2 separate regions of the Rattus norvegicus genome follow, and region 1 is linked to region 2. Evidence: chromatin contacts called from public Hi-C data. All regions are on one chromosome and are shown on one strand. Each heading gives the region's core, a stretch centred on a gene start, on an enhancer-like site or on the middle of the called end of the contact. The rest is flanking DNA. Distances are from core to core; before and after follow the strand shown. Region 1 holds the start of C5h1orf122 (similar to human chromosome 1 open reading frame 122). Region 2 holds the start of Fhl3 (four and a half LIM domains 3).

Evidence for each region. A called contact is a pair of places that touch in the nucleus more often than the background predicts.
Region 1: a contact with region 2 is called in a Hi-C map of liver, with 4 times the contacts expected there. The contact joins the promoter of C5h1orf122 here to the promoter of Fhl3 in region 2. A contact is called at or near these places in 2 of 12 Hi-C or Micro-C datasets (liver and mammary epithelial cells).

What each region holds. Positions count from the first base shown.
Region 1 is chr5:142,392,311-142,399,467 of GRCr8, forward strand. C5h1orf122 (similar to human chromosome 1 open reading frame 122) reads right to left here and starts at 2,494. Exons shown (of 3, transcript NM_001108678.1): 1 at 2,401-2,494; 2 at 2,112-2,313; 3 at 1,457-1,859. The coding sequence starts at 2,435. The coding sequence ends at 1,764. It overlaps Yrdc (yrdC N(6)-threonylcarbamoyltransferase domain containing), which reads left to right and starts at 2,643. Exons shown (of 5, transcript NM_175604.2): 1 at 2,643-3,047; 2 at 3,572-3,686; 3 at 3,779-3,898; 4 at 6,044-6,186; 5 at 6,744-7,157. The coding sequence starts at 2,656. The coding sequence ends at 6,816.
Region 2 is chr5:142,236,197-142,242,719 of GRCr8, forward strand. Fhl3 (four and a half LIM domains 3) reads left to right here and starts at 2,594. Exons shown (of 6, transcript NM_001107979.1): 1 at 2,594-2,641.

The DNA.
Region 1 (7,157 bases), core at 1,244-3,743, 160 kb after region 2:
CAGCACAAGCCATTTCTGTACTACTCTCTGCACCACCGGTGTTGGTGCAGAACGACTTCCATGCTTCATCAAATCCACTTCCTAAGCCTTTAATAATCTCCCTCACCAGCTCCCATTTAGTCTTGAATCCCGGCTGTAGAGGCATTTTAAATATACTTCAGCCAAAGCGAGAGTTTCACAGATGAAGTTTGCAAGTGGTTTTGCTGTGACATGGGTGGGAAATTGTCCATCTCTGAGGTAGAAGGGGATGAGCCACAAAACTAGATGATACCACATATTTCTGATTGGTCTGTCTGTTTGGTCTGTTTCTTACATAGTCTTGGGGTAAGAAAAAGGGGTCTTGTTTCTTATGCCCCTGCTCTTGGGGAGGTTGGTCATCAGCCTGGCATTTCTCAGTTCTCCAGGTGGCACAGGGGCTTCTCAGTCCACATTGAAAGCGCAAGTTAAATTGGATCTGTCAAGATATATTATAGTACAAACTTTTTCTAGAACTGGCATTTAAAAATCATACACTGCTCCTTGGGTGGTGGCCTACTGGGACAAAAATAGGTGATGTCATGTCACTTTCTCAATTCAATGCAATTTCTACTTTTTCTTTTTACAGGAAATGTTTTCATAAAACTTTTTTCCATCAAAATCTAGGGTGTTTATTGCAATATCCTCATGGCCCTTGAGGTGCCAAGTCAGAGGCTTGCCTCCCCTTGCCTCGGGTGTTCTCAGGCTTCCCAAGGGCTGTTTTTGAGTCGACAGTCTGCATCTTTTGTGCTTTGGAGAAAATGTCACTGAGGTTGCCCTTCTCCTGAGAACTCCCCCTTGTCCCACTTTGGGGATGGTGGCTGGAAAACAGGCTTTTCTGTTTGTCTGGCTCAAATCTAGCCAGAAAAGGCCACAAACTCTTCCCTTTTCTAACACAAACTAATGATTGGCCAGTGGTCTTGGTGACAAGTTTTTAAGTCCCAAATAGTTTTATTTGAATTATGTAAAAGTATCAAATTTATTTTAAATGTAAACCATGGGAACAACAGACTTCCACTGAGCGATATGAAAACGTTACAGGTTCAGTACTTCCAAAGGAAGAAACCTCCAACCCCCAAAAAGAATACGAATTTGTATTTTTGAAGAATGTGAAATAATGGTGTTTGCTTAATTGCTCATTTTGTATAAACTTAATGTTGTACTTTAAGATATCTGCTATGAAGTGAAAATTTAACTTTTTGGAATTGAAAAAAGCAATATTAAATACTAATGAAATCTTAATTAAATGCTTATTTAAATCTGGTAGTACCTGTGGCATTACTTCCCATCCCTGTCCCTGGTTGAGATTCTCTTCCCACTACCAGCCATCAAGTCTTGGAGGGACAGAAAGGAAAGGTCAGTCACTAAGGGTCTGCATGTTTCCTTTTAATCAAGACTCTGCTGAAGTGTTTTGTGGGGCTGGGCGCCCCCCAAGCATGAAATGAACATATAATACCACCTGGAACCCCCAAAGCAGACCACACCACTCCGGCCAGCACTGCTGGCCTTCTCGAATCCGAATATTCAACACTGGATGTTCATTGGCTACATTTCAAAGCACAGTACTGCCTTCAGCCAGGACGACGTGGGAATGAACCCAGCTGTTAGTAGAGTTGCCATCCCAGGCTGAGGGCCAAGTACCAGCAACTGCCAGTGAAGACTGGCCCCTTTTGGTGAAGGGAGTTGGTCAGAGTCCAGCCATCGGCCCTGGAAAGGGACAGAAGTCAGGGTGCCCGTATAGGGAATGATCAAGACTCTGCAGCTCCATCGCCAGCATCCTTTGGAAGGCCACCTCTGGTGGATACAGATGGCTGGGGCGACGCTCCGGACTTGGCTGAACCGTTCTAGGTGGAACAGAAAGGGGGGAAAATGAGCCCGGAGGAAAGGCCTTAAGTTAGGCCCCGCAAGAATATGGCCACTTGGCATTTCGACAGTACCATACTTTTTCAAAACCTCACTCAGATCAAAGGAAATTAAGTGTAAAGCCGTGGGGATGCTCTTCCACCTGCCTCCTTTGGGGCGGGGGCGCGAGCGTGGCCAGTGCAGTCAGTGGGAAGACCCCACCTCCCCAGGCCCAGCCCAGAGTGGGCACTGACCCCGCCACCAGCCGGTTCCGGGCGCCGCCGGCCCAGCTGCCGCAGCATCTCCTCGCAGGCGGCGATGGTGTCCAGGAGCTGCCGCTGCCGCTGTTCCACGGCGTCCAGCAGCTGCTGGGCGCGTTCATCTCGGGGCGGCTGCGGGGGTGGCCTCCCGCCGAGCCCCAGCCCCGCCTTCCCACGGTCCACGCCGGCAGCCTCCCTGCCCGGGAGAGAGACCGCGTCAGGGCCGGCGCTGGGAGGCGCGAGGTCGCGGCCCCAACCCACCGCCCCGCGGGCCCGCTCTCACCCCCGTGACCAGCCTGCGCCGGGGCCCCACTCCATCGCCGCCCGTGCCACCCGCCCACCACCCCTTTGCAGTCCGCCCCGGCCCCCGCGCCGCGCGATGATTCCGCTAAGCCGAGCCCCGCCCCGTCCCCACCGTTCTTCTAGTCGCATGGGGGTCGCGGTCCCTTTAAGCTGCCCGGCGCGGAGGCGGGGCCGAGGCTCGCCGGCCGGAAGTTGAGTTCGTGCGTCACTTCCTCCCGGAAGCGAGTCTGGACGGATGTCTACTGCGCGTCCGTGTGCGGGGCTGAGGGCCGCTGTGGCGGCCGGCATGGGGCTGAGCGATGGGCCAGCGGGCTCTAGCCGCGGCTGCCGCCTTCTACGCCCTCCCGCGCCCGCTCCGGCGCTTCCAGGGGCCCGGCTGCTGCGGCTTCCGGAGAGCGAGGCCGTGGAGGCCGCAAGCCCCGAGCGCTCCGGTTGGACCGAGGCGCTGCGGGCCGCCGTGGCCGAGCTGCGCGCTGGCGCCGTGGTGGCGGTCCCAACTGACACGCTGTACGGTCTGGCCTGTTCGGCGAGCTGCTCGGCGGCTCTGAGCTGTGTGTATCGCCTCAAGGGCCGCAGTGAGGCCAAGCCGCTGGCCGTGTGCCTGGGCCGCGTGGCCGACGTCTACAGGTAAGGCTGCCCCGACCCGGCCCCGTTGGGGGCGGCACCGCGGGAGGGGTTTCCGGTGACAGCCTTGGGAGACTGAGGCGCCGAGCGCGGGAGGGGCTTGTCCTGGCTCACCGAGGAATCCGGAACTGGAAATTTGTTGGGAACGCTTAACGCTTGCCAGGATCCTCTGTAGACAGTGGGTCGAAACGCTGAGTTAGGCGAGCGTGGCACTCCTCACTTGGTGCTCTTGTGATGTGCAGAGGGGAGGCTGGTTTCGGGGTAATGTCTTCCAGAAGATAAGACAATTTGGAGTTGTATTCACGTGTCACGGCGCTGTGGTTTTGTCCCCAAAACAAGGGTGAAGACTAAAAGCCCGGGATACTCTGTGGAGTCTGTCTTAATGTCAGAGCCCCGAGGAAAAGGAAGTAGAGAGTTAGGTAGATATCGTTCGTTATACACGCAGAGGACCTCTCTGGCATCCGCCCTAAGTCCAGGAAAGGTTCATCAGGGTGATTTGGCGTGGATTTGTGCTCCTTTGCCTGCAGGTACTGTCAGGTGAGAGTACCTAGGGAGCTCCTGGAAGACCTGTTCCCAGGACCTGTGACCCTGGTGATGGAACGCTCAGAGGAGCTCAACAAAGACCTCAACCCCTTTACTCCTGTGAGTCAGATTTTAGCTTTTTCTGCATCTAAATCAGACTCCTTCAAGCCCTTAATGCCTTTCTCATATTCTCTCTTCCTTTTGCTTCACAGCTCGTTGGCATCCGAATTCCTGACCATGCCTTTATGCTGGACTTGGCCCAAATGTTTGGGGGACCACTTGCACTCACGAGTGCCAACCTCAGCTCCCAGGCCAGTTCTCTGAGTGTTGAGGTGAGAATCGACTGCTGTTTCCTCAAAACCAACATGGCTGACACTGTAATGGGATTGCCTGGCAGAAATTGGGGCCTATGGTGCGTAGGTGAAAAGGTTACCCATTTGGTGTTGGTTAGGGGAGGGTATCCAAAGGAAAGAATCTTGAAAGGGGGCAGGTGGTGCACTTGTAATGCCAGAACAAAGAGGCCAAGGTAAGAAAATCTCAAGGTCAGCCTGAGTTATTTAGGGAGACTTATTTTTTTTTTTTTTTTTTTTCTTTTCTTTCCGGAGCTGGGGACCAAACCCAGGGCCTTGTGCTTGCTAAGCAAGTGCTCTACCGCTGAGCTAAATCCCCAACCCCAGGAGACTTATTTTTTAATGAGTTGTTTTTATTTTATGTACATTGGTGTTTTGCTTGCATGTATGTCTGGGTGGTGGCGTCAGATCTCTGGAATATGGAGGTGCTGACAGTTACGAGCTGCTGTGTAGGTAATGGGAATTGAACCTTGGTCCTCTACAAAAGCAGTCAGTGCTCTTAACTGCTGAACCATCTCTCCTACCCCTAGAAGCTTTATTTATCTCTTAGAAAGTGTTGGAATTGTTTTCTCTTGATGGGCCACGGGGGAGCAGGTGCCAAGGGAGAGCAGATGTATCTTTGAATCTATAATAATAGAAAAGATGCTGGGGTGATGGTGAACATCTTTTTTTTTTTTTTTTTTAATTATTTTTTAGGTTTATTCATTTATTATATATAAGTACACTGTAGCTGTCTTCAGATACACCAGAAGAGGGCACCAGATCTCTTTACAGATGGTTGTGAGCCACCATGTGGTTGCCGGGAATTGAACTCATGACCTCTGGAAGAGCAGTCAGTGCTCTTAACCACTGAGCCATCTCTCCAGCCCGATGGTGAACATCTTTAACCCCAGCACTCAGAAGACTCAGCGATCAGCTGAGTTCCCGGCCTGCCTAATTTACAGAATGAATTTCTGGTCTTCATAGAGAGACCCTATCTCAAAGAAAAACAACAGATTACAGGAAATAAAGACAGCTTTGTGAGGGAAGTAATTGTCAGAGACTTGACAACAGTGCTGAGAAGAATTTGGGACTTTGAAATATTAGTTCTGTTCTGTCACATGGCCATTAAATGACAGTCCCAGTCCCAACTTGTTGCCAGTTCTCTCTGGCCTCTTTCTTTTTGGAGGGGACATGTTTCTGTTTGAGACAGGGACCACTGTGTATCCCAGGCTGCCTGAAACTCAAAATGAGGCTCCTCAGGCCTCCCCATTTTTGGCTCTGTACCAGCACACCTGGCCTCACCTAATTTTTGACTCCTGACCTTATTTTATTTTTACTTGCCAGATAGGCCTGAGACAAGATCACCGTAACCCTTCGACTGTGTGGTTTAGGGCAGATGAGCAGGCAAAGAAACTTCGCTCTGTTCTTACAGCACTTAAATTAGGTGCAGTAAAGGGATGGGGTTTTCTATGCTGGACCTGGGGGCCTTGGAAATGCAGTGTCTGCTTTATTTGCTCTTGGTGGCTATACATTGTGGGGCCGGGTGGGAATCTTCCCAGAGAAGGGGTAAGTTCTTACCTTGTCAACACTCCTGGACCAGCATAGTCATCTGATTTGTAGCTGGTATTGTGATTCCCCTATCGCCAAGACCCTGGCCTAACTGCATTGAAGACTCTTCACCTGGGGCAGAGGGAATCTAGCTCTGTTAACAATACACCCCACAACCATGCTCTGATCCTAACTTCACTGAGGTCTAGGATCAGGCTGCTGGAGCGTCACTGTAGGCGCCTGAGTGAAGTCATTTATATGACTCACACAGATGTGGAAAGACTGGCTCATACCCAGCATGCCACTTTTTGGAGCTAGGCCTCCCCCATCCCTGCAGTACTTGGGATTTCCTTTTCTTACATTAAGGGTTTTTTTTTTTTTTTTTTTTTTTTTTTAATGAAAGATGTAACTTGGAGTGTATCCCTAAGGTGGCTTCAGACTTGGTGCATATCAGATCCTGGGTGTTAATTGTGCCCATGACTTAGCTGACCATAACTAAGAGGTTTCTCCACTGCTTAGAGGACAGTGCTTCAATTTAAATGTGAGCCAAATATTCGAGGTGAATTAATATAGCCATGCCCTTCCTCTCATTCTCAGGAGTTCCAAGACCTCTGGCCTCATTTGTCCCTTGTCATTGATGGGGGGCCAATTGGGGATAGTGAAAGCCCTGAGTGTCGTCTTGGCTCTACTGTGGTTGACTTGTCTGTGCCTGGAAAGTTTGGCATTATTCGCTCAGGCTGGTAAGTATCTTTCTCGTGCCACTGGGGTCTGTGAGGGAGGGAGGATGAAAGAGAAGCTTTAAAATACAGATTTTCACCAGACAGTGTTTTGTTTTTTGTTTTTTGTTTTTTGTTTTTTTTTTTTTTGGTTCTTTTTTTCGGAGCTGGGGACCGAACCCAGGGCCTTGCGCTTCCTAGGTAAGCGCTCTACCACTGAGCTAAATCCCCAGCCCCCACCAGACAGTGTTAATGCATGCCTTTAATCCCAGCACTTGGGAGACAGAGGCAGGCAGATCTCTGTGAGGTCAAGGACAGCCAGGGCTACACATAGAAACCCTGTCTTGAAATCAAAAACTTGACCAAAAACGTACATACCTTCATTACTTTTGCATGGTTGGAGCCACTAAGGCCACAGAGAGGTGGTAAGTAGGCAGGGACTACGTTTGCTGGTATGGCTGGCCTTTTCAGATTCAAGTGTGTTGAACAGTGGGACGGTAATCCCTAAGAGGCTACTCAGATTCTGGTGGGCTCAGTGCCCTGAGAAGTCAAACTCTTAAACTGCCTTCTGTCTTCCTCAGTGCCCTGGAAAATACTACAGCCATCCTCCAGGGGAAATATGGGCTGCTCCCTTCACAGGGGTCCTGTTCATGAAACTTGGGAGGACCCAAGAACCATGCTGGATACTATGTGTCTACTACAGGTTGGCAAAGCCTCATTGGCTGAGGTTCCTGGAGCTACATCTGTAGCCTAGCTTTTTAGGCAGTGTCCTTGGCTCTGAATCCTGTAGGCCAGCCAGAAGCTTCGGGTTGAGCCTTGCACCCAGGGGAAGGTTATATTTACTCTGTAGATTCATGTGTCAACCGAGAATGGAGGGAAGAACATTCTTAGAGTGACCTTATTATTTTAAGTGCCCCTCTCACCCCAGCCCTGCCTATAAGTTAAGTAACTTGACTGCAGAATTAGAATGCATTAAGAGCTGCTTTCTGGTGAAC
Region 2 (6,523 bases), core at 1,344-3,843:
ACACACACACACATACACACACAAACCACCCACATATATGTACATATATATGTTTATTGGATAATTACATGAGTTCATGTATGTAAAGTGCTTAGGGAGTGGTGCGCACTGAGAGTTCACAGAGTCTGGGATCTTGGTAACACCCTTCAGTAGCACTTCAAGCCATAAAAACAAGATGAAAGATCAGAGAATGAAGTACCTTTACTGCTCACTCATACCTCAGGGCTCAGTCCTAGTTAGGGTTTCTACTGCCATGAGGAAACACTGTGACCAAAAGGCAAGTTGGGGGGGGAAACGGTTTATTTGACTTATACTTCAACATCACAGTGCATCCCTGAAGGACGTGAGGACAGGAACTCAAACAGGGCAGGAACCTGGAGGCAGGAGCTGATGCAGAGGCCGTGGAGGGGTGCTGCTTACTGGCTTGCTCAGCCTGCTTTCTTACGGAATCCAGGACCACCAGCCCAGGGATGGCACCACCTGAAATGGCACTGGACTGGGTGTTCCCCCATCAATCCCTAATTAGAAAAATGCCTGGGGTTGGGGATTTAGCTCAGTGGTAGAGGGCTTGCCTAGCAAGCGCAAGGCCCTGGGCAGCTCCGAAAAAAAAAGAAAAAAGAAAGAGAAAAAAAAAAAAAGAAAAAGAAAAAGAAAAATGCCCTACAGGCTTTCATACAGCCTGATCTTATGGAAGCCTTTTCTCAGTTGAGGTTTCCTCCTCTCGAAGACTCTAGCTTGTGTCAAGTTGACATAAAACTAGCCAGCACACTTTCCCACCATTGTCCTCACTTCATGTCAGGACAGACAGACAGACCCCTGCTGTCTGCTCCAACCAGGAATGATGGTGTTTCCTGCATTCCTGTACATTTAGAGTTCCCTAGACCTGAGAGACAAATCCCAGAGGAAGGGCCCACCCTTAGACTCTCTATTCACTGGCTAGACTCCTGATAGCAGGTGCCTGGCAGGGAGTAGCAGGGGGGTCTAAATGAAAGCAGTGTGTGACATTCTTTCCTCATTTACTGCAGGTCGAACACTGGAGTAGATACTGGGAATGCCGTAGTGAACAACAACAGAAACAAAAACAAAACAAAAAAACCCCGACCCAACCTCTGCTCTCGTGGCATTTGCAATTTAAGAATCAACAGCATTGGGGTTGGGGATTTAGCTCAGTGGTAGAGCGCTTGCCTAGGAAGCGCAAGGCCCTGGGTTCGGTCCCCAGCTCCAAAAACAAAAAACAAACAAGAATCAACAGCATTGTGGTTGGGGATTTAGCTCAGTGGTAGAGCGTTTGCCTAGCAAGCACAAGGCCCTGGGTTCGGTCCCCAGCTCTGGGAAAAAAAAAAATCAACAACATTGAAGCAATTCTTTAACTTTAAAAGGAAACCTGGTCTGGTAATTGTTTTAGGACCTAGGAACCAGACCCATGTTATGGAACGATCCTCACCAGCCTTGAAGGCTCTTAATCCCCACAAACTACCTTGGCTGGATGCAGCCTTGGATCAGGGAAGCCTCTCTGGGCATCTGAATCATCACGGAGATGCAAAGGTTATTACCAGGGTTAGTTTGTTGTCTCTTGTTTTGCAAACAGCACAACAGAGCTTCCCCCACCCCACCCCCGCCCTCCAGATCAAGGCTATTTATTTCTAGTGACAAGCCTGAGGATCCCAGGGGGGTTGGCCTCAAGGACCTGGATGGGCCTCATGTCCCTGGCAGGCGCCAGTCCTCCCTTCCCGAACCAGGGTAGAAGCTGGAGGGTCAGAAACTACACAAGTTCCCTCTCTTCTTAACCACCCCTGCCTACACCAACCCAACCCCTCACATTGTTCACACACCCTCTCAAGAAACCCAAAGCCAATGGGACCTAGGATTAGGGTCTCCCTGAGCCTGAAAGGTCAAAATTATTCCTGGGCACTATTGAAACCTCAGTGCCAGGACACAGCTGAAGATGGGGAGGCTGTTGCCTGGGCTTTCGCCACTCGCTTATAGAATAAAAATCCTTTGAAATTGAGGAGGATAGAGGCTCTCTCTCTTTAACCCAAGTTTTTAGAAAAAACAAAAAAAAACAAAAAAAAAAAACAAACACAAACCCTTGATCTCCACTGGTAAGTCAGAATCAAAACCACGCCTCCAGCAGGCTGGATTAAGGCCTCTTCCCAAGCTAAGGTTTAGTGTAACATCTGGGGATGAGCTAGAGGGAAAAGAGGAGGGGGTCTGGTCCCCAGATGGACTCTAGCTAAGTCCTGGAAGCCCCGTATCCCTGGCCTGGGATCGCTTCCAGAAATCCCCCGGGGTCGAAGGGGCGTAGAGGGCGGGTCAGGCTGCAGGGGGCGAGCAAGGAGTGGTCGAGAAGGTCAGAGCGCCAGATTCGCCTGGGCTGGGCTCGCGGCAGGCAGGAGGGGGCGGGGTCTTGCCCCCGCGGGCGGGTTGGGGGCCCGGGGGCGGGGTCCGGGCGGGGCGGGCCGGCTCACTTCCTCGGAGGCTTAGGGCCGCGCGCCCACTCGCCCACACAGTCTGTCGCAGCAGGCTACCTCGCCGCGGCTCTCTCGGCCCCCTCGGCCCGGCCCGCAGGTAGGAGCCGCCGGGAGATCGGCTCCCGCCCCACCCACGCCGCTCGCGCCCAAGCTCCCGCGCCCGCTTCGAGGTGAGAGTCCCCCCACCCACCCAGCTTCCAGCCCCTGTTTCCGCGCTGCGTTCGGACCAGGGTTGGCGCCCGGGCCCCCACCCCTGTCCTCTGCTGGGGCATCTCGAACACGGGATCCCGCGCGCCTGCACGGACCCCACCGCTCCGCGCCTCCCGGTCGGGCAGGGACCGCCCGAGTTGCAGGGGATTGGGACCAAGTTTGAACTAGAAAAGCTTTAGAGGTAGCGGGGTTGGAGAAACTGAGGCTTTTAAGGAGTCTGGTAGAACAGGGAAGGGCGCGCGCCCCAGGAGGCTACCCGGACCACACCAATGGTGGCTGAGAATGGCCGGATAAACTTCTCGAGGCGCTGCCGGGGACCCGGGTTCTGTGGAGCAATTTAAGAAGCAAAATGTATGACCCCAGGGAACTCATTGCTAGCGCCCTTCCCAGGGCCTTGGAAGGCCCCGAGGCTGGAGCTTGTTAGACTATGGCTAAATCTGCCTCCCTGAGGCCTAAAGAGACTCTCAGGTGAGAGACACTGAGACGCTGAGAGACCAAGACTTGGATGCACAGGGACAGAGATCCTCAGAGTGGAGGCCCCACTAGGACACAGTTTCAGAGATACAGGAACACCTTCACCCCAACACAAAGACAGCAGCCCAAGGGTACCGAGAGGTATGGAGTGGAGGCTAGAGTTCACTGAGGAGAGACACCTAGTGTATTCACTGACAGCTGCCCCAGGCCTGAAAGGGTGGAGGCAAAGCTAGGGGGAAATTGAGTCTTAGCCAGCCCATCCCCCAGGAGGCAGAGGACCTGAGGCTGTAACGCTGAGCTGAAGAAAGAGAGCCCCGTACAGCCTCTAAGACAGCGCCAACTTATTTTTAAACTCAAATCTTGGACGCTCTGCCTCAGCCCTAGGGGACTCTGGGGTGAATGAAATGTTCCTCTCCTGTCCTCAGAGCAGCTGCTGGATCCGCTCCCTTATCCCCTTCTCCCTAAACTGCTTGACTTCCAGGCCCTGTGGGCAAGAGGGGCGGTGGAGAGTTTGGGATTGGTGCCTGGTTGGGGGACAGGGAGAGGGAGGGTTAGAGGGGGCTCTAATTTCTCCCCTAAGTCTCTTGTCAAGGGGGAGGGGTCTTCTCTAAGTCTGAGTCACAGCTGTGGGGTCTGGCCAGGGTCCTCGTGGACTTGGGATATGTGGGGGAGCGGGAGGCGGGGAAGGGGGGTATACCAAAGGGTTGAGCAGTTGGCATGGGTGATTGGAAAGACTTCTGGGTGTCTTCCAATGGCAGGTTGACAGCTGGGGAGGAGAGCCAGCCCCGTCCTCCCCTCCCCCCATGACTGCCCCTTCCACCACTATCATAGCATTTCCAGGCAGAGCTCTCCACTAAGGGATAGGTCACTTGTGCTCCAATTGCTGAACAGTCTCGGTCATGCCCCTAGCCTGCCCCTAGTGTCTTGTGCTGAGCTCTAAACGAGCTATACACTCTGTCCTGCCTTTTGGTGTGCGGCTTGTAGTGACCGTGGGGTATGTATTGTGTAAATAACAAGACATCGAGCAAAGTGTGTGCCCCCGGGAACTACCCACCTGTAAGGTCTTTAAAGTTCCCCCTCCTCCTGTGTCCTGCTGACTGGTCTCAGTGGTTCCCTGAGACTCCTGAGGTCACATCCCAGGCCAATTCCCGCTTCAGGCCTGCCTGAGACCCACCGTCTGACCCCAGTAGGAGTTGAGGGGCTTGTAGTAAAAATACAAGTGACTACCGTTTACTTACATAAGGCTACAGACTTATGACTGGCCAGACACTGTTCTGGGGATTGTCACATTTAAGCTCAACAGCTGTCTTAGGAGAGGGAGGTAATAGTATCTCATTTAACTAGATGGACAGTCTCGGGGCATGTAAACTGTGTACCCAAGGTCACAGGATTTCAAGTCGGGTTTATATTTTGTGACCCAAGCAAGCTGTTATACACTGGACACCGTACAGAAAGATATGCTGCCACTCTGCTCTCGGAAGTTCACTGGTGTGTGTGTGTGTGTGTGTGTGTGTGTGTGTGTGTGTGTGTGTGTGTGTGTGTTCAGTCAGGCATGGAGATATGTGTGTTAGTGGAAATAGCAGATTGGGGTCATCTGGAAGACCCACTGTCTCCTCTAATCTACCCCCCTCCTAACCCCCTACTCCTCCACCCCCTTCACCTCCTCACCCCCCTCACTCTCCCACCCCCTACCTGCTACCAGGAATACAGACCATCTCCCAGCTCACCTTTCTAGTCCTCCAGCCTTGCCAGGGATGGGGGTGGGGTGGGGGGGACTGGGGAAAAGACAAGTGGGCCTTGGTGGTGCCCTTCACTCTGTCCTCATTAGAGACATAGATTAAGGGATTGGGAGATTCTGGGAAGGAAGCAGAAGGCACACCCATGCCCTATTTGGGGTGCCTCATCTCATTGTGGTGACTGGCTCTGAGGGGGTGGATCCAGGGCTAGCCTGGACCTGGGAAGGTAGCTGCTGCCGCCAAGCCCGGAAGGAAGGGCTCCCAAGTGGACTCACGGCCACAGACCACCTGTATTTGCTGTTGTGGCTAACAGCCCAGGCGATCCTCAGAGGCTGGGCCAGAGGAGACCAAGACCTGAATGACGGTGGGGGGAGAGAAGGAGAGGGAAGAGGAGGTTCTCTTCATCCTTTAGCATAACCCCTACCTGAGGACTCTCCCCTTTGAAGACTTCAGCTTTGGTCTGTCCAAAGCTTTGGTGTGTCCTGCTTTGGTTGTGAACCAGGTGTTCTCCCACCTTGTGGAAGGGAAAGTTCAAATTCATAAGCCACAAAGAGGTGGGCCCTTCAAGGCTTGGGACATCTGTTGTTGCCTGAAGTCTGAACTCTAAGGCAAGGCAGACCAAGGTGTTTGGTGAGAATTTACTGTACTTGCTGAGGGGGGTGTGTGTGTGTGTGTGTGTGTGTGTGTGTGTGTGTGTGTTTTGGGAGGGCGGGGAATGCCTTTCCTTCATCTTAAGCCAGGGCAGCTATGGAGAAGGGGGTTGGTAGGATCCTTTGCGCACCCCCCTTTAACTTCCTCCAGTCTCCTGTGCGACAATGACACCATCCCGACTTCCTGTGGGTCCTGGGGGATCTTCCTCACTGTCCAGCCCTTTGAAAGCTTGCTTCATAATGGAGCAGGGTGGAGCAGGGGAACTCTGACTTTGGGGCCAGGGAGACTGGAATTGGCCAGCAGAAGAGACCGGGAACCCCATTTCCCTGCCCCCCCCCATCCTTCATGCTCCTGTTCCAGAGGCAGCTGTGTGGGTGACCTCATCCCACAAACATGCTTTGTTCCTGAGAAAATGGAAAGTGTCTGAGGTTTGGTGGGGGGCTGGGTGTCTGCAGCAACAGCACTTAGGACTCCCCTTGTCTTACTCCCTGTTAAGAAGGGACCCCACTGGGGCTCCAGGGGCTCCCACCTTCTCAGCTTTCACTACTCTGGCCTCAAACCCTGGGAACCCAGGGAAGGTAGGCAGAGGCAGCTTGTCCAGATGCAGGGGACTTTGCAGGGCTAGAACGGGCACCTGGCAGGAGAAGCAAGACACTGCCCTATCTGTGTGTCTCCATTTCCTTCCGCTTCCCTGGGCATCTCGTTTTTTCCCTTTTTTCTCCCTCTGGTTGGCAAAAGGCTGACATCTGGCCCTCCGTGCTGCCACAGCTGCAGCAGATGTCACAGCCAAGACTGCCCGGGCTGGTGTGACCAGAGACACAGCAGAGGTGGTAGGGATGAGGATGAGGTCCAGCTGGGGAAGTCTGGCTGTCCAGCTTGCAGGGTTTCCTTCCTGCCTGAACCTAAGCGGAACCTCTCAAGTTTTTGCTGCTTGGCTGATTCCCCTGGGAGGGGAGGCCCAACTTCTCACACCGACGTGCA